4 separate regions of the Ovis aries genome follow, and all the other regions are linked to region 3. A link is a contact called in public Hi-C data. All regions are on one chromosome and are shown on one strand. Each heading gives the region's core, a stretch centred on a gene start, on an enhancer-like site or on the middle of the called end of the contact. The rest is flanking DNA. Distances are from core to core; before and after follow the strand shown.

What was found. A called contact is a pair of places that touch in the nucleus more often than the background predicts.
Region 1: a Hi-C map of hypothalamus shows a contact between it and region 3, with 2.1 times the contacts expected there. The contact joins the promoter of CDC42EP2 here to the promoter of TM7SF2 in region 3. A contact is called at or near these places in 5 of 16 Hi-C or Micro-C datasets (blood, hypothalamus and liver).
Region 2: a contact with region 3 is called in a Hi-C map of hypothalamus, with 3 times the contacts expected there. The contact joins the promoter of POLA2 here to the promoter of TM7SF2 in region 3. A contact is called at or near these places in 2 of 16 Hi-C or Micro-C datasets (hypothalamus and liver).
Region 4: a Hi-C map of tail adipose tissue shows a contact between it and region 3, with 7 times the contacts expected there. The contact joins the enhancer-like site here to the promoter of TM7SF2 in region 3. A contact is called at or near these places in 7 of 16 Hi-C or Micro-C datasets (blood, liver, mixed tissues and 3 more).

Annotation. Positions count from the first base shown.
Region 1 is chr21:39,967,522-39,970,313 of ARS-UI_Ramb_v3.0, forward strand. It overlaps CDC42EP2 (CDC42 effector protein 2), which reads left to right and starts at 1,430. Exons shown (of 2, transcript XM_012102126.4): 1 at 1,430-1,502.
Region 2 is chr21:39,923,470-39,926,567 of ARS-UI_Ramb_v3.0, forward strand. POLA2 (DNA polymerase alpha 2, accessory subunit) reads left to right here and starts at 1,666. Exons shown (of 18, transcript XM_004019668.6): 1 at 1,666-2,124. The coding sequence starts at 2,046.
Region 3 is chr21:39,767,502-39,770,557 of ARS-UI_Ramb_v3.0, forward strand. It overlaps TM7SF2 (transmembrane 7 superfamily member 2), which reads left to right and starts at 1,526. Exons shown (of 10, transcript XM_027959927.2): 1 at 1,526-1,694; 2 at 2,156-2,268; 3 at 2,374-2,428; 4 at 2,787-2,981. The coding sequence starts at 1,643. VPS51 (VPS51 subunit of GARP complex) reads left to right here. Exons shown (of 10, transcript XM_027959926.2): 8 at 18-139; 9 at 251-338; 10 at 941-1,325. The coding sequence ends at 1,201.
Region 4 is chr21:39,907,393-39,910,092 of ARS-UI_Ramb_v3.0, forward strand. No RefSeq gene overlaps it. Among named protein-coding and RNA genes, the nearest start is that of POLA2, 16 kb to the right of the region's middle. Within about 2 kb of position 1,354, at least 4 of the 54 cell types and tissues checked have an H3K27ac peak or open chromatin away from gene starts, as enhancers often do.

The sequences.
Region 1 (2,792 bases), core at 180-2,679, 200 kb after region 3:
CATCACATCTCTTTTTCTGACACTCCAGTCTCCCTCTTCCACTTTAAGAACCATCAGTCATTATTGTGCTGGACCCACCCAGATAATTCCGATAATCTCTCTGGTTTTTTGTTTTGTTTTTTAAAAGCACAACACAATTTTTAAAAACTCATTTATTTGTCTGTGTTGGGTCTTTCTTGCCTCATGTGGGATCTTTTGTTGCAGCACAAGGGCTCTCTAGTTGGGGGTGCACCGGTTTAGTTTCTCTGCTGCACGTGGGATCTTAGTTCCCTACCCAGGGGTAGAACCCATGCCCCTTGCATTGCAGGGTGGCTTCTTAACCACTGGACTACCAGGGAAGTCCCAATCTCTCTGTTTTAAAGTCAGTTGATTAGCAACTCTAATTCCATTGGCAAACTTAATTGTTCTTTGCCATGTAACAAAATACATTCACAGGTTGCCCCTCTTTAGGGGGAGCCATTACTCTGCCTACTGGATTCTGCTTCTCCCCATCCTTCCCTCCCTCCTGGCTTAGCGGACCTTCACCTCCACCCTCAGCATCCTTCCCTCCTTCAGGATGCCTTCCTGACCCCCCTCTCCTCGAGTCCCTCCCACATTTACAGAATGGAAGATTTTATCATCTTGGTCATATTGTACTGTCACAGCTCTCAGGTCCCCTTACCTCAGTACCATCCACCCTTTGCAGGGTATGCCTTTCAGTAAATGTTTCTTCCACTGAATGAACGAATGAACCCACCAACCAACCAATCAATAATCCTCGTGGTCAGCACCATTGGCGAGCCCCAGGACCTCACCCTGCAGCAGCTCAAGCCCCACCCAATCTTGTAAAGAGTCTGAGTACCAGTCCCACCCCCGCCCCGGAAGCCACCTAGCCTGAAGATAAATACGGTAAATACGGGAGTGGCCGGGCCACTCATCCCGCGCACACCCCCAAAGCCTTCCTTTCTAGGAGACGGCAAACTTTTGAAAGCTCTCGGAAGTCTGTAATGTATTGACGTAAGCGCCTCCGAGGCCTCATTCATTTCCTCAGCAGTCACTAAATACTTTTATGCCAGTGCCCTCCAGGGAGGGAACCCTCCGGGGACGCTTCTCTTCTGAATTCTAAAGAATTCGGTCTTCCGGCTACCTCCCCCCTCGGCCGTCGTAGAACCGAGAGTTTTGGCTCTGACGGACATAGCCGGAGTCCGCGGAGTCCAGCTCCATTACCCGACGCGGCCCGGCCCGCAGCCTCCCGAGCTCGGACTGGACCCCCGGGTCCCCGCGGCTGCCGGACCTCTACGCTGCGCCTGGGAAGAGGGAGCCGAAGCGGGCCCGCGAGTGGGGCGAGGCTGTGGGTGTGGCCTAGATGGGGCGGCCCCGGCATTGGCTCTACGGGCAGGGGGCGGGGCCTCAGGGGCCACGGTCTTCCCTGTAAGTTCGCAGCTCAGGTCTATCCCACCGCCGCGCGGTCCAGCTCCTGCGCTTTCGCCTCTCTCGGGTCAGCCGCCTAAACGCGCGTCAAGGTGAGTTCAGGCCCGACTCTGCAGCCAGACCGCGGCTCCTGGGGCGGGGCGGGGTGAGGCGGGGGGTGTCCCTCTAGAGGCCCATCCTTAAGGCGCCTCATCCTTGATCGCGCCTCGGGCCCCAACTCATCTCTACGTAGGTCCTTTCTGCCGTGAGATGCACGGCCTTTCTCACCCGCGCCTCGGTCCCGGCGGCCACGCCCGCGTTCCCCTCGGCCTGCTGGGCGCCGCGCATCCCGAACCCAAATTCCTGGTCCAGTCCTCCATGCTGCGCCGGGCCCCCCGCCCCACCCCCGGGACCCGGGAGTGCCCTCCTGCCTTTCAGCGCTCTCGCCTGGACCCGGGGTCGTATTTTTAGTAGACGGTGAGGTGTCCTCCTATCTTTAGCCGTGGCCGCGAGTGTCCTGAAACGGATCCGGACTGGGCTGGGCTGCGCTCGAATAGAGGGCGGGGAGGGGGTCGGCCCCGGAACCGGAGCTGGGGCTGAGTAGCAGGACCCGCCGGAGCCACGGGGCGGGGGCCGCACGCCCGAACTCTGGCCCTGCGCCGAGCGGACACTCGGACATCGCCTAGGCCGGAAAGCACAGGGGAGGCCCCTCCCTGAGCTTGGATAACCGGGCAGGGTCCCCGATCGCTCCCTCTTCCCCCTATTGTCTGGTTGTGAGCCCAGAATCCTCCAAGGGAAGAAAATCCTGCAGACAGTCCCCACCTGGTACGCGAACGTGCGTGCGTCTCCTTGGGAGGCGCCTGCCTAGAACTGTAGATTCGCTCGAGACCCCGGTGCGTGCAGGACCCCTCCGGGACAAGGAGCGGTAGAGGGAGAGCGCGCGCCACCTGGTGGCCACGGAACCGAGCGCTGCTCTGCACAGGGAAGTTGGGAGACCCCGCGGCCAGCGAGGGCGCCTGTACTGGAGGACCCCGCCGCCCAGGGGCTGCTCTTTTTCGGTCTTGTCTGGAGCACTGTCCCCGGAGAACCAGAATGCTTGAGGAAGTCCCTATAGCTATTTGTTGAATAAATGTCGAGGCTGACAGTGACCCGCTAACCCCCTCCTACATCCACACTCTCTCTGACTTCCAGTAACTCCCTGGTAATGGCCTTGTTGTCATCCCATTTCATGGATGAGGAAGGTGAGGACCAGAGAGAAAAGATGTTTTCCAGGTAGCAATGGGTTCAAGGTTGGGGGCCTACCTTTGGATCATCCCTGGTGGGGAGTGGCCTAGTATTCCTTGTGAGGAGGGGGCTCTGCCTCCAAGAAGTCATTACCTCTGAAGGAGGCCCCGGGCTCTTTC
Region 2 (3,098 bases), core at 416-2,915, 160 kb after region 3:
CCGGAAAGCAAGGTACAAAACCAGGATTTTGGTGCTGACAGTTACAGCTTTGAGCTTTCCTGGTAGCTCAGCTGGTAAAGAATTTGCCTGCAATGCAGGAAACCCCAGTTCGATTCCTGGATAGGGAAGATCCCCTGGAGATGGGATAGGTACCCACTCCAGTATTCATGGGCTTCCCTGGTGGCTCAGACGGTAAAGAATCCTCCTGCAATGTGGACAACCTGGCTTCGATCCCTGGATTGGGAAGATCCCCTGAAGGAGGGCATGGCAACCCACTCCTGTATTCTTGCCTGGAGTATCCCATGGACGGAGGACCCTGGTGGGCTAAGAGTTGGACATGGTTGAGCAACTAACCAGTTACAGCTTTTGCATTCAGAAGGCTAGCTTTCGTGCCAGGTAAGTCACCCTGCTTATTTAACTTACATGCAGAGTACATCATGCGAAATGTGGGGCTGGATGAAGCACAAGCTGGAATCAAGACTTCTGGGAGTAATATCAATAACCTCAGATACACAGATGACACTACCCTTATGGCAGAAAGCAAAGAGGAACTAAAGAGCCTCTCGATGAAAGTGAAAGAGGCGAGTGAAAAGCTGGCTTAAAACTCAACATTCAAAAAACTAAGATCATGGCATCCGGTCCCATCACTTCATGGCAAATAGATGGGGAAACAATGGAAATAGTAGTTTATTTTCTTGGGCTCCAAAATCACTGCAGATGGTGACTGCAGCCATGAAATTGAAAGATACTTGCTCCTTGGACAAAAAGCTATGATCAACCTAGGCAGTATATTAAAAAGCAGAGACATTACTTTGCCAACAAAGGTCCATCTACTCAAAGCTATGGTTTTTCCAGCTACGGTTTTTCATGTATGGTTGTGAAAGTTGGACCATAAAGAAAGCTGACTACCAAAGAATTGATGCTTTTGAACTGTGGTGTTGGAGTAGAGCCCCTTGGACTGCAAGGAGATCAAACCAGTCCATCCTAAAGGAAATCAGTCCTGAATATTCATTGGAAGGACTGATGCTGAAGCTCCAAAACTTTGGCCACCTGATGCAAAGAACTGACTCCTTGGAAAAGACCCTGATGCTGGGAAAGATTGAAGGCAGGAGGAGAAGGGGACGACAGACGATGAGATGGTTGGATGGCATCACCGACTCGACAGACATGAGTTTGAATAAACTCTGGGAGTTGGTGATGGACAGGGAAGCCTGGTGTGCTGCCATCCCTGGGGTCGCAGAGTCGGACGCGACTGAGCGACTGAACTAAACCGAAGGAATCTCTTCCCAGGTGGCGCTAGTGGTCAAGAATCCGCCTGCCAATCCAGGACAAGTAAGAGATTCAGGTTGGATCCCTGGGTAGGGAAGATCCCCTGGAGGAGGAAATAGCAACCCACTCCAGTATTCTGCCGAGAAGCCCAAGAACAGAGGAGTCTGTGGGCCTACGGTCCATGGGCTCGCAAAGAGTCAGACATGACTGAAGACTTAGCGCAGCACCAGGGCTAACTGCGGAGCGGCGGGTAGAGCGGGCGGGCAGCCAGGCACCGGGGCGCGAGCCGGCGCTCAGGCGTTTGTGCTCAAGCTTGGACGCGCGTGCGCGCGCATAGTCAGGGACCCGACAGCCGGAAGCAGGGGGAAGTGGTGGGGCTGAACCTGGGTCTCGCGCATGCGTGCGCCGTACAAAGCATTTGGCGGGTTTTTCCGGGCTCTACTGTTTTGCTCCCATCACTGAGAAGCTCTGCAGTGGCTTTTAGGAAGCAGGACGTTCTCCCCAAGAGAACGAGCTTCTCAAGCTTTCTGTTTTCTTCCTCTAGGCGTTTGAGGGCTTCCAAAAAAAGAAAGAAAAAGTGTTTCTCCGTGACTGACGACTGGGGCCTTCTGACCGCCTGAGGTCTTGGGCCATTTGGTCACTCTCCGCCTCAGGCCCTCGGAGGGTGAAAGGCTCAGAGGGACCTCGTTCTGCTCATCGATCTCCACGCTTGTGGGTTTCTTGGCGTCAGGTCGGAGCTAGGGTGGGCCCGGCCCCGGTCCCCGTCCTGGGTCATCATGGCTGTGTCCGCCCAGCTCTTGGTGGAGGAGTTGCACATCTTCGGCCTAGAATGCGAGGAGGCTGTGACTGAGAAATGTGAGTTCCTTGCCCCCTCTCTGGACCCCACCCAGGTCCACCCCCCCCTGCTCGATTCCGAGGTTCACCTCCCCTAGATGGGGCTTGTCGGTGTTTGTGAGATGAGTGAAACTGAGTTTGAGACTTTGAAATGCTCACAGGGTACTGCTTGGATCCCAACTGAAAAATAAGAATGTGAAGAATGGTTTTCAGTCAGCGCAGTTGCACAGAATTTGGAAAATGTTTAAAGCTCAACAGCAAAGCAAGAGATGTTGGGATTTTGAAATGTAGCTTTTTATTTCTGGCTCCTCCCTTTCCAGCCTACACCTAAACTTCTGCTGATCCATCAACTTCTCATCAAAACTGTTGGTGGTCTGTGCAAATAAGAGTCCCTGACATGGGTTCCTAAAATTAAATTTTAGCTTTGCAAGGAACTTTAAGGAGCTTGTCAGCTGATGCTGACAAAGTTTACGGGTGGAGAAACCTATTGTTGTTGTTTAGAGGCTGCTGCTGCTGCTAAGTCACTTCAGTCGTGTCTGACTCTGTGCGACCCCAGAGATGGCAGCCCACCAGGCTCTCCCGTCCCTGGGATTCTCCAGGCAAGAACACCGGAGTAGATTGCCATTTCCTTCTCCAATGCATGAAAGTGAAGTCACTCAGTCGCATCCAGCTGTCAGCGACCTCTGCAGGCTAGACGTGTCCAGCTGTTTTACGACCCCATGGACTGTAGCCTGCAAGGCTCCTGTGTCCATGAGATTTTCCAGGCAAGATACTGGAGTGGGTTGCCATTTACTTTTCCAGGGGATCTTCCCGACCCAGAGATCGAACCTATGTCTGCTGCACTGCAGGCAGATTCTTTACCACTGAGCCATAGAGAAACAGATGAGGAAAGTTAGTTGCCTGAGCTGGTCTGTGAACCAGGTCTCCTACGCCTGCGTCCAGTACCCCATTGTATTGATGAGGCTCTAGGGCAGTGTCAGGAAGCAAACTCTTGG
Region 3 (3,056 bases), core at 276-2,775:
CCTCCTTCTGCCACCAGGTGGGGCTCCTGTATGAGGAAGGTGTTCGGAAGGCCCAGAGCAGCGACTCCAGCAAGAGGACCTTCTCGGTTTACAGCAGCTCCCGGCAGCAGGGCCGCTATGCACCCAGCTATACACCCAGGTCTGACTGGTCAGGGTAGCCCCGGGGGGGGCGGGGGGGGGGCGGTGGGGGTGGAAGAAGGAAGACTGGGGTGCAGGGGTGGGCTCTGATTTCTTGTCTCCCCCCATCCAGTGCCCCAATGGACACCAACCTCTTGAGCAACATTCAGAAACTGTTCTCTGAGCGTATTGATGTGTTCAGCCCTGTGGAGTTCAATAAGGTTCGAATACCCCAGTGGCCCTGCCTTCCCTGGGCCCCTTGGGAAGGTCAGCTGCAGCAGCCCCACATTCGTCCCAGGAAGCCCTGGGACTCAGTCCCCTCGTCTCTGTTTCTGGGAAATGTGTCTAGGAGCAAGTGCTCACCCAGCGCCCCACCACGACCGCCTCATCGCTCTCGGCCTTGCCCTGGGTGTGCTCTAAGCCTGCGTCTGAGGGGTCACCTAGTCTGCCTCTTTGGCCTTTGTTCTTAGGCCCTCCATAGTCGTGGCTCCTCCCTGGGGATTGCTGTTCCCCCCATGATCTCCGCCCCCACCCAGCCCGTGCTCAGGAACCCGGTGCTCTCCCTCCAACGTAGTAAGCCTTTCCCCTCCCTACGTCCATGCTGACGCCATCTCTGCCTCAGATCGCTGGGCCCTCCTTGTCTGCTCCCCCCCAGGTGATGAGGCCGACATCCTATTTCCCTCTTACCTGGGTTCTGGGACTTTCTACCCCATCACAGCTACTGGCCCCTGGCCCCTGCACGGAACGCGGGTGCCTTCAGGGGTCTAGTGCCCCTCCCCAGCACCTGCTGTGTGGCTCTGCAGCCTCATGTCCCTGTCCACAGGTGTCAGTGCTGACCGGCATCATCAAGATCAGCCTGAAGACACTGCTGGAGTGCGTGCGGCTGCGCACCTTTGGGCGCTTCGGGCTGCAGCAGGTGCAAGTGGACTGCCACTTCCTGCAGCTCTACCTGTGGCGCTTCGTGGCTGATGAGGAGCTTGTGCACCTGCTGCTGGATGAAGTGGTGGCTTCAGCTGCCCTGCGCTGCCCGGACCCAGTGCCCATGGAACCCAGTGTCGTTGAGGTCATCTGTGAGCGCGGCTAGGCTCCGTCACGGCCATGCATGGGCTTGCCCAGTCGCCCCAATCCGCCCATCCCCTGGTCTCCTGCCCCGGCGGCCCTTCCCCTCAAGCTCTGCCTACTGCCTAATAAAGTCATGCTGTCTCCTCCTCTCTGTCGCTTCCGGGGAGGCTGGGCGGGACTTGGAGGACTGGGGTGGAGCTGTGAGACTGCAGAGGCTGCTTTGGAGGTGCTCACGTTGGTCTCGCCCCCGGGAGCTGATTGGCTGACCCGCTGGGCCCAGGATGGGCCGGGGGCGGGTCCATTTAAAGACCTCGGGACAAAAGCGGTCGCTGTCTGCTGCCCAGACAGGTGCAAGCCCAGCTGGGCTCGGTCCTCCTCGGCAGTGAGCCCACCTCCTGGGGGATGGGGTGGGCTGTGTTTCCTTGATGTCTGAGAGGTTCCAGCCCCCAGCGCAGCGGAGACCATGGCCCCTCCTCAGGGCTCTCGGGCCCCGCTGGAATTCGGAGGACCCTTGGGTAATGGGGCAGAGAGGGGTACTTAAGGCCTGAGACTTAGAGGGAGAACTGGAGGGTTGAGCTGTGAACAGGGATCTGAGGGTGAAAGACCGCGAGGTATCGGGGGGCAGTGGGATCTAGGGGTTTGCAGGGGAGTGTCGGGAGAAGGGGCTGCAGAGCTGGGGATTTGTGCAGTGGAGGACTGGGCCGACTAGGGGAATAGGAGTGGAGTCCTCCGGGGGAGCAAGATAGAAGTCAGAGAACGGGACCAAGGGCTGAGAACCGGGTAAGGAAGAGGGCAGTGGGAATGCCGAGGGAGCCCTGGATATGGAAAGGTGCCTGTGGGGGTCAGGGAGAGCCGGAGAGCGGACCCCCAGACGGATCGCCGCCTTCCCCAGGCGCCGCGGCGCTGATGCTGCTGCTCCCGGTCACTATGTTCCACCTGCTACTGGTGGCCCGCTCGGGACCGGCGCGCCTTCTAGGCCCACCCCCCTACCTGCCGGGACTGGAGGAGCTGTGGAGCCCGTGGGCGCTGTTGCTCTGTCTCACCTGGCTCGGCCTGCAGGCGGCGCTCTACCTCTTGCCGGCGCGCAAGGTGTGGCCTCTGCTCGCGAACGCGCGGGGGAGGCGGCGGAGGGCAGGGGCTCGGCGAGAAGGAAGGCCCCCCTCAACCCTTATCAGAACCGCTTTGTGCCCGCAGGTGGCTGAGGGGCAGGAATTGAAGGACAAGAGTCGACTGCGCTACCCCATTAACGGTGCCTGGGGGCTAGGTCCTTGCGTGGAGCTGCGGGTTTGGCGGGTGGAGCCCCGGGCCCAATGGGAAGGTCATAGAGATGCGCCCGCGACCCCAGACACTTATTTTGCGCCTCTTTTACACCCAGGACAGACATAGGGGGTTTCATTGGTTCCGTCCACACCCCTCCTTTCTCCATTCCTAGCACTTGCTGCTACTCAGAGACGTGGCTGGGGTGACCCCCCCAAGAGCCAGTGCCAGATTAGTGGCTAGGTCTGCAACCTCCCTGGGCTTTAGGTTGTGTGTGTGTGTTCAGGGGTGGGGGGCGGCGGAGGTGGAGAGTCAATCCCAGGACTCACCATGTGCTGCGTGCGGTTCAGGCTTCCAGGCCCTGGTGCTGACAGCCCTCCTGGTGGGCCTGGGGGTGTCAGCCGGGCTGCCCCTGAGCGCGCTCCCGGAAATGCTCTTGCCCTTGGCATTTGCGGCCACCCTCACCGCCTTCATCTTCAGCCTCCTTCTGTATCTGAAGGCTTTGGTAGCCCCTGCCTCGGCCCTGGCACCTGGAGGGAACTCAGGTGAGAGGAGACCCGGTCGGGTAAGGATAGAGGCAGATGGGGGTGCTGGCTTGCAGCTTCACCCTCCTTTATTCT
Region 4 (2,700 bases), core at 104-2,603, 140 kb after region 3:
GATCCCACATCCCACAATTAAGCATTCACATGCCGCCTGGAGAGGGGTAGCTGGGGCCAGTCTGGGCAGAGGCTTAAGGCTTCAGCAGGATGTGGTTCTTCATCCTATTAACAAAGGGAAATGAAGGATTGGTCTTATGTAAGACGGGGCAAGACGCAAGAGGTGACAGGTATGACAGGATTACATTACTTTTCGAAAAGATTGCTCTAGCTACAGAGTATTAATAGAAAATAGATTGGAAGGGAGCCAGAGTGCTGTGGGGACCAATCCAGCCATCCTGGTGAGACAGACTGGTAGGAATATAATGCAGGTCACATGTGTAATTTAAAATTTTCTAGTGGCCACATTTGAAGAAGTAAAAAAGAGGGACTTCCCTGGTGGTCTAGTGGTTAAGAATCCACCTTGCAATGCAGGGGACACAGATTCAATTCCTGGTCTTGGAAGATTCCACATACAGAGGCGCAGCTAAGCCTGTGTGCCCCAGCTACTGAGCCCAAGCCACTGCAAGGAGAGGCACGTGCACCGCAGCTAGAGAAAGCCCACATGCAGCAGCAAAGACCCAGCACAGCCAAAGAAAGGAAAAAGAAATTAATTTATAATATACAGTATAATAAAACATGACATTTACTTAATATATTCAGAATATCATCATTTCAACCTGTGACCAATATAAAGCCGTATTAATGAGCTGTTTTACATTCTTTCGTTGGCCTCTAGCCAGCACTCCGCCTATATCCTCCCTCCACATGTGTCAACTCATTTTGTTTCTGTAGCCATCCTGGAGTCCAGCAGTCCTTCCACCTGGTTTTATACCCATTTGACCAATGAGGAAACTGAAGTGCGGCGGTCAGCTCATCAGTCTGAGGTTACAAAGGGCTCGACTTGAGTGCACAGAGTGGAAACCTGCACCCAGTCTCGGCCGGCACCTCTACTGGCTGCAGGACCCTAAGCAAGGCCCTCCAGCCGCCAGCTTCTTCCCTTTGTTTAGTCAATAAGCACCTCCCGAAAGCATCTACCTGCCAAGGGTCAGCACTGAGATGTCAGCGCAGACATGTGATCTGCCTTAGGGAGCCTGCGGGAAAATGAGCTGGAGAGACATGAATCCAAGACAAATGAATGACAAAGGTGAAAATAAAGCTGTGTTGAGGGTCATGAAGGAGAGGTTCTGGAGGTCAAGGAAGAGGCCTTGAGAAAGAGGAGTTGGAGTCAATCCGTGAAGACGGGACACAAGAACATTCCAGGTGCAAAACAGAGCGGAGAACAAAACCTCTGTGGAGGATGGACCAGCATGGCCTGAGAAAGGAGAACAAAGGCCGAGCCTGGGGGTGGGGATCCAGGGCTAAGAGGAATCCACGGCAAGGGTTCTACCCAAGGGGCGGGACTGACGTGACAACACTTGCATTTCAAACAGATCAGAGACCAAAATAAGGAAGCGACTGACTGACAGGGTAGGCTTCCCTGCTGGCTCAGGCCGGTAAAGAACCTGCCTGCAATGCAAGAGACCAAGCTTCCATCTCTAGGTTGGGAAGATCCCCTGGAGGAGGGCATGACAAACCACTCCAGTGTTCTTGCCTGGAGAAGCCCATGGACAGAGGAGACTGGCGGGCTACAGTCCATGGAGTCACAAAGAATCAGACACATTTGAGCTACTAAAACACACACACACACACACACACACACACACACGGGAGTAGAGGCTGGTTGCAGTAATGCCACACAAGGTTGCCTTGCTGCTAAGCCACTTCAGTCGTGTGCGACTCTGTGCGACCCCATAGACGGCAGCCCACCAGGCTCCTCCATCCCAGGGATTCTCCAGGCAAGAACACTGGAGTGGGTTAAGGTTGCCTTAGGAGTAAGGAAAACTCGGGACAGGCACCCAGCAGAGTGAATGCACAGTAGACACCCACTGCGGTTACTATGACCGCAGCCTTCAGCCCACCCAGGAAGTACCATCTTTGTAACATTCCCTCCCCCTGCCCCCTCCCCAACTCTGCACCTCAGACTTGATAGGAACTCAATAAAGTGTAGTTAATTATCTCAAGGTTCATAGCTTTCTTTTTTAAAATCTTGCCTCCCTCTATTCAGAATGTTTTAGTTTCCCATAGCAACAGCCTGGGAGTCTGGGAAGGACAAAGGTTGAATAATCTTGCAAAAACTCAGTCCCTGGGACTGTGCCGCACTGCCGCCACCTGGTGGCAACATGTCTACACTACAGGGCAAGGCCTCCAGGCAATACTAGTCCCAGAATTCAGTTCAGTTCAGTTCAGTCGCTCAGTCGTGTCCGACTCTTTGCGACCCCATAAATCACAGCACGCCAGGCCTCCCTGTCCATCACCAACTCCTGGAGTTCACTCAAACTCACGTCCATCTAGCCGGTGATGCCATCCAGCCATCTCATCCTCTGTCGTCCCCTTCTTCTGCTCCCAATCCCTCCCAGCTTCAGAGTCTTTTCCAATGAGTCAACTCTTCTCATGAGGTGGCCAAAGTACTGGAGTTTCAGCTTTAGCGTCATTCCTTCCAAAGAAATCCCAGGGCTGATCTCCTTCAGAATGGACTGGTTGGATCTCCTTGCAGTCCAAGGGACTCTCAAGAGACTTCTCCAACACCACAGTTCAAAAGCATCAATTCTTTGGTGCTCAGCTTTCTTCACAGTCCAACTCTCACATCCATACATGACTACTGGAAAAACAATAGCCTTGA